Linked DNA regions of Mus musculus: region 2 is linked to region 1. The links are chromatin contacts, called in public Hi-C maps. All regions are on one chromosome and are shown on one strand. The core of a region is the stretch at or near the end of the contact, and the rest is flanking DNA. Distances in the headings are between cores, read along the strand shown. Region 1 overlaps Nsmce2 (NSE2/MMS21 homolog, SMC5-SMC6 complex SUMO ligase). Region 2 has its middle 10 kb from the start of Gm19510.

Region 1 (3,149 bases), core at 392-2,891:
AGATGGTCTGATGGTGAGTATAAAGGATTTAAGACTGGAGTGGGTTTGGAGAGTCTGGAGTCCGCCCTCCTGCCGGTCTCATGATTTACTTTTCACATTGGAGAAGAAACAGAGTGAAGAGCAGAGCGCAGTGGACATACCTTCCCAGGTCACAAAGCCATTGAGGTCAGGGCTTTCAGGTCCTTGTACTTGTCCCTCTAGCTTGCTGCCAGTAAAGGCTGTCTAACCCAAAGGCTATCTGTTGTTGCTGTTGGACCAAGACAGGGAAGCAAAACCTGCTTGTAAGGTAAAGGCTCTGGAGAATAGTTTCTATACACTAGGGTCAACAGAAGCCACGTTTCCTACTGCAGGAGCTCCCAAAGCCCCCTCAGCTTGAATTTTCTCCTCACTTAGCTTTTGAAAAGCCAGGTTCCCTTTTCACTTAGAATGAAAGCCTTGCTTGTTCTGACAACAGCATGTAAATCTCTATTGCATTGAAACTCCCAAGTGCAGTCAAAGCCCAGCGATGATCACTTCTGACTTCATTAGCAATGGCAGTGAGCATTTTACCAGAGCCATGAAGGTGATATGGAAAAGAAAGGGCAAGTTAGCAATTGCATAGTTATATAGTTAACACGGTATGAGATCAAAGCCTGCCTTATAATATCCTGAGTGCTGCAGACTTCCTGCGCCTGCCTTCAGACTGTCTATCCTTTCTAAATACAGTGCCTGTCGTCAGTAATGGGGTTTTAGATTAATTTTACTCCAGCAGTAATAAGTAGTATGTGCTGAGAAGTGAGGGCCACGGAAATGTTTGTGATAGGGCATCATGTGGCTTCAGACGCCTTGGGATCTGAATTCAGAAAAAGGGTTTTACAAAGATCCCACAAAAAGGTGGCATCTACAGCTCTAGACTGAGATTCACAATTGACTTGATGGTCAAGGATGAGCGGACAGGCTGGGAGAACACAGAGTACCTAGTCCCAAGATTGGACTGACCCTGGGGAAATCTTGTCAGAATGTTGTGTGTAACTCCCAAGCAGAGGTACATTTTAGATGGCACCTGGTACCCGGCTGCTGTGGAGTCTCCAGCAGTGTCTGGTTTCCTTCTGGTTTGCCTGCCGTCCTATCCATGCCATGACTTGTCTCCCCCAGCCTCAGATGTCTCCCAATGCTTTCCCTTGAGCCCCTACGATGCTTAGTGGCCTTTCCTCCCAGGAGTCTTGCTAGAGTTCACAGGACACATGCCACACGTTGTCACGGCACCGTCTGTCCCAACACAAGGCAGCGAACTCTTGTCTTACTTAGTGTTTGCAGGGCCTCTCAAGAGTGTCAGGAACTTATCTCAGCAGGGATGTGAGGAAGGAAACCAGCATGTTTCTGTGTGCTGACATTCTAAGGGCATTTGAAGAATCAGTGGTGAGAAAAATCTCTCAGATGCTTTGGTTGCTGATGTAATGAACACCAGGGCTTTGTACACATCATGGGAGTGACTGTCCTTGTACCCATCGTGAAAAATGTTAGGGTGGCAGCGCCTGCCCCACAGGTTTCCCTGCACTCACTCAGCTCAGCTCCTTTTCCCTTGGGTAACTCCCAGCATGCATTACTGTCCCTTCTGTCATCACTATCTGAGGCCTCCCAGAATGCTCCCCACTTCCTGTGTGCTCCCCATACTGTGCTGTACCACAAGATGCCTTCCCTGCCTGGCTCAGCCCTGCCTTCTGCGCCTACACAGTTGCCACATGAAAATTGCATGAATCATATCTTGGGTTCCTAAATGAGGAAAAGAAAAATCAGTTTTCTTTAGGTTTTTCTTGACCATCTTTCTGGTTTAGTCTTGGTTATCGGTTCACAGAGAGACTACTCCAAGATGCCATGATAAAATTAGACTAAATGCTGAGCCAGGCACGATGCCACATGCCCATCATTTCAGTAGTGGGGAGACTGAGGCAGGAGTTCAAGGTCAGCCCCAAATATGTGGTAAATTCACAACCAGCCTTGACAAGACCCTGTCTGAAGAAAGAAAAAAAGAAAGACAGAGAAAACTGATAACTCTGCAACGCCTCTCAGCATGGTTGACTGGGTTGAATTCCATCTCAGTATTAATTCTCGAAAATAAAACTGTATTTTAAGATTCTTCATCTGCGGCTCTGCCATCCATGAGACCGTGTTTGACTGTTCTATTCTTTCTGCTTTGATCTCCTTAGCAGCTGAATCAGACTTTTGGAATGAGACAGTCATGGACTTCTTCATCATTAGTTCTTTTTTTTTTTTCCTTTTACTATTTAATTTAGAATTAGAGCAAGATGATAAAATTAGATACAAGAGGCCTCTGTGTGTCATCAAGTAACCTAGCCTACTTTGGATAACAGAAATAAATTCGCCTTAAATACTTGCCAGCTTGTTTGGGCCAACGTTGTTAAGATGAATGGCCTTTCAGTCGGTGCTGTGTGAGAAGCCATCTCTCCCTAAGAGTTCTTCCTGACAATTAAAATTTCCCTCTTCTTAATTTCATTCCAGCGCTCCTAATTATGACCCTGTAATTAGCGTGCTGATTACATCCCTGTGCAATTTCTCTGCCTCCTTGATGTTCACCCTTCATTTATTTTTAGTGTGCTTCTTCTCTTGGCTTCTGAAGCCCCTGCCTACCTGTCCCCCACGGGGCTTCTAGCTCAGGGCTCAGGGAAGCAAGGGAAGCTTGCCCCATCACCTCCAGTTGCCCCTCCAGATTTACTTGTTTTTGTCATGAACACCATGCGTTATAGCTGACAAAGAGAATTGCACTCTGGGGAACTGGAGAGCTATGGTATAGCCTTGTCCCTCTACCATGTGGGGGGTGTCTACTCATTGCTGCATCAGAATGATCCAGATCTCCCCCAACACTCCATTAGGAATTACTCGCCTGTGCTCGGCACCATTACATCCTCATAGTGGCAGTTACCTGGAATCTTCATGGAGTTCCTGAAGCAAATTCTTGGGAGCTTTCTCTTCACACTTTCTCTTTCCTTCCTTCCATTTTCTCATACCCACTTACCAGCAGGCTGTCCACTCAACAGCAATACTGTCTTCTGTGGTGTAGGACCACAGGCACCCAGATTTAAGAGTTAGACACCCACAGGTTTGAAGACAGAAAGACACACCAGCCAGTCAGCCTCTTTTTTGAGAAACCG
Region 2 (3,149 bases), core at 250-2,749, 210 kb after region 1:
GTTCCTTAGCAGAGTGCAGTAGGCTCACTCTCACCATTGTTGGGATTAGCCAGGAGCACTGGTGTTAAAGCAGATAGTAGGCTCCCCCAGTCAGGGTTGCTTTCCTCTGGCTCTGCCTCCAAGCAGTTTCCTAGCCTTGAAGTTCACTACAAGCGCTGCAGGCACTCTTTTAGGAGGTCCTCGCTACAGACGTGATGTGCACACTTAGTCTTTTCAGTCTAAGGGTTGCCTACTGGGTGTACCACAATTCAGTTAGCATCCCGAGAAGGGTAGGTGTGAAACCAATGCTCCCCTTCTCCACTGGAAATCACAGTGTGTTCTTATCTAGAAATTCCACAGAGATGCTCCCCACCGTGGTCCGAGGACAGGAGGAAAACCATCTGTGAGCAGTGAAAATTGATCCAGTCTCAGAGCTCCTGACATCCTCTTGGATCCTGGGAAAAGCTGAGAAAAAGAATCCGGAAGACTAGCTCTTTCAGGGCTCAATGGGGGTGGGGGTGGGGGTGGGCACTGGCTGCAGTCAGGAATTTGACTTTGGAGCCCTGCATCAAAGAAACTATGCTGTGTCAACAGTGATGCTCGATGTCAGTGAGAATTCATGACAGAGTGGTAGAGAAAACTCATGGCAGCTGTAAATCTAGTCACACACCAGTCCCTTCTGGCCTGGTGCCTTCAAGGGGGGGGGTGTTAGGGGATGGCGGGGGTGGGGGTGGGGTGGGGGGGGATGGCGGGGGACTCGGTTTGGCTTTTATTTGGCTTTCCACAGGGCTTCGGAATAATTTGCTGGGTAGTGAGGAAACCTCTCCGCAGTGCATTCTGAGCTTACTGCGTCCATGCAGGCAGGTGCTTGGGGAGATTAATTAGGAAAATAAGTGGAATGTGATTGCAGTTGGGCTCCGAGTTTACGGAGCACTTGGTACCAGGGAGACTAATCACCCCAGAGGGCATTGTGAAATTCCGAGGAGATGCAGGCTTCATTAGCTTTTGTTTGGAGGATTACAGGATGGATGGCTCATCAGAGGGGAGGAGATGGTGATTCCTGGACGTGGAGGTGGCTGCAGCGAGGAACAGGCATGCCTGGGGTCTAGTCAGAAGGCCGCGAGCCCGGGTCATAATTCTGTGGAGCGACGCAATGGGAAAAGATGACAAATGGAAGAGCTGAAGTGACTCACTGAGGGGTTTGAAGTGTAACTCTTGGCTACCTCCGTTTTCTCTGGCTGTGGCTGGGAGGGGACTGGGCTGTCAGAAAGGGCTGTGTTCTTTCTCCAGGGCTCTACAGGCTCAAAGATGGGCCTCTGGTCTGTGCTCGCCAGTGGTGCTATCAGCCTTTCAAACTCCGTATCCACTGGCCGTTCTAAAAAAAAAAAAAAAAAAAAAAGCCAACGCGGCAGCTCCGGGTGGCCAGGATTGCGACACCAAATGTGTTTGTTCCCCATGTTTGTGAAATACCTCAGAGGCACTGTCCCAGTGCCACCTGACTAGTTTTCTGATTGCCACACGGCCCTGGCTCCATCTGGCAATACTCAACTGCGGCTGACTTGATTTTGAGATGTTTGTGGCCTTAGCCCTCGCTCTGCCTGCCCAAGTAAAGTGGGCTTTTTACCTTCCCAGCTTTGAATACCATTTGATGGGTTTGGAATTAGCTCTGCGGGCCTGTGGTGAGCATTGTGGCCGTGGATGGCTTACTCAATCTCTCTGGGCCCTAGCCACTTCCACTGCGTGCTGATAACAATTCCTACCGTGTATGATTGTGAACTACATGTGTGACACCCAGACAGGAGGTCAGGACCTCAGGTCACTAGCAAACTTCCTGCCCTTCACAACCCGCCCCCCCACCCCCCCAATCCCAAGTTGCCGAAAGCAAAGCTGACCTCCCTGATCTTCAAGTTGTTTAAATTCAAACGTACTTTTAATTTTTGCAAATGTATGGTTGTCAAATTTTGCCTGAAAGCAGGCAGTAATTGAAAGCAGTCTGGTTAATAGATACCTTAATGGGAGCCCAGAAACCCCTGAGATGGACTCAAGAATTGCTTTAAGTTCTTAGTAGCACTGCCCTAAAGGGACAAATCCAATAATTATTGAGCTTCTATTATGTGTCATGAACAAAGAAAGTAGTATTGCATGTAATTTTCATTTTAAAAAATTTCCTTAACCTTAAGCAGATAGCGTTACTTTAAAGTACTTAGTTACTTAAAGTACTTAGTACTTACTAAATATTAACTGAACGACCTTTATGTGGTAAGCATTGTTCTATAAAGAACATGCAAGAAACCTGACAGCCAGCCTGGAGACATGACTTACTGAAGGTCACATGAAGCTGTTCCATGGCGGTCCCGATACCATTCTAACCCTTTTAAGTCTTAGCCTAGGATGCTTAGGCACAGATGCAGGCATGCATATATGGGCACCCATAAAACACAGCATACGAACATGTTCATGCATAAAAGCACACCCACAATCACATGCACACACACACATGTACACACACACACACACATATATCATGTCAACATACACATGCTCACATACTAGAACAGCACAGCAAGCAATTGCATCTATATTCCGTTCTCACACATCTGCAAGGACACATGTGCTTGCACACGTTCATATGCACATTCTGCACATCAGAGTATCAAATTTCTGAGAACTCTGGCTCCCAGAAACAGCAGCCTTTACAGATGCAGCCAATGTTTTATCCTCTGTTCCTCTCTTCTTCCTCTTTCCATCCTTCTTTTTCTTCGTCCACCCCTCTTCTACCACTTTTCTTTCTTTCCCCTTTCAATTTCTTCGTCCCCCCAACTTCATTCTGTAGCCATATGTCTCTTCCTACCTTTCTAGCTATGACATTTTAGCTCATTTGCAGCCTCTGCCCTGCCCCACCCCCTCCCACCCCCATGGCTCATCAGAACAATCAAGCACAAAATTGAGACTCTTCGAGGCCACTAGGAGTTGAGTCTGCATGGCACACTGTACCTTGGCTAGGCTTCCCCCTATGCAGATGTGCTGACCCCTGGGAACCCCTCCTCTGTGCCTTCGCCCAGAGTGTATTCATGGTCAAGTCTGGTTGTTGAAGTTGAGAGTCCCCAGCCTGGCCCCAACCTGCTCTGCTCTCTCATACATGTGCCAAGTGCCTGTGAAGACTTCTTCCA

Evidence for each region. A called contact is a pair of places that touch in the nucleus more often than the background predicts.
Region 2: a contact with region 1 is called in a Hi-C map of the C2C12 cell line, with 3 times the contacts expected there. The contact joins two enhancer-like sites. A contact is called at or near these places in 1 of 484 Hi-C or Micro-C datasets (the C2C12 cell line) and 2 of 115 datasets of contacts at active chromatin or transcription factors (CD8 T cells and pancreatic cancer cells).

What each region holds. Positions count from the first base shown.
Region 1 is chr15:59,570,445-59,573,593 of GRCm38.p6, forward strand. The region is part of intron 4 of Nsmce2 (NSE2/MMS21 homolog, SMC5-SMC6 complex SUMO ligase); the gene reads left to right. Among named protein-coding and RNA genes, the nearest start is that of Gm36677, 46 kb to the right of the region's middle. Within about 2 kb of position 1,642, at least 54 of the 459 cell types and tissues checked have an H3K27ac peak or open chromatin away from gene starts, as enhancers often do. A contact at or near this core is called in the C2C12 cell line, where this site is marked.
Region 2 is chr15:59,782,997-59,786,145 of GRCm38.p6, forward strand. No RefSeq gene overlaps it. Among named protein-coding and RNA genes, the nearest start is that of Gm19510, 10 kb to the right of the region's middle. Within about 2 kb of position 1,500, at least 156 of the 459 cell types and tissues checked have an H3K27ac peak or open chromatin away from gene starts, as enhancers often do. A contact at or near this core is called in the C2C12 cell line, where this site is marked.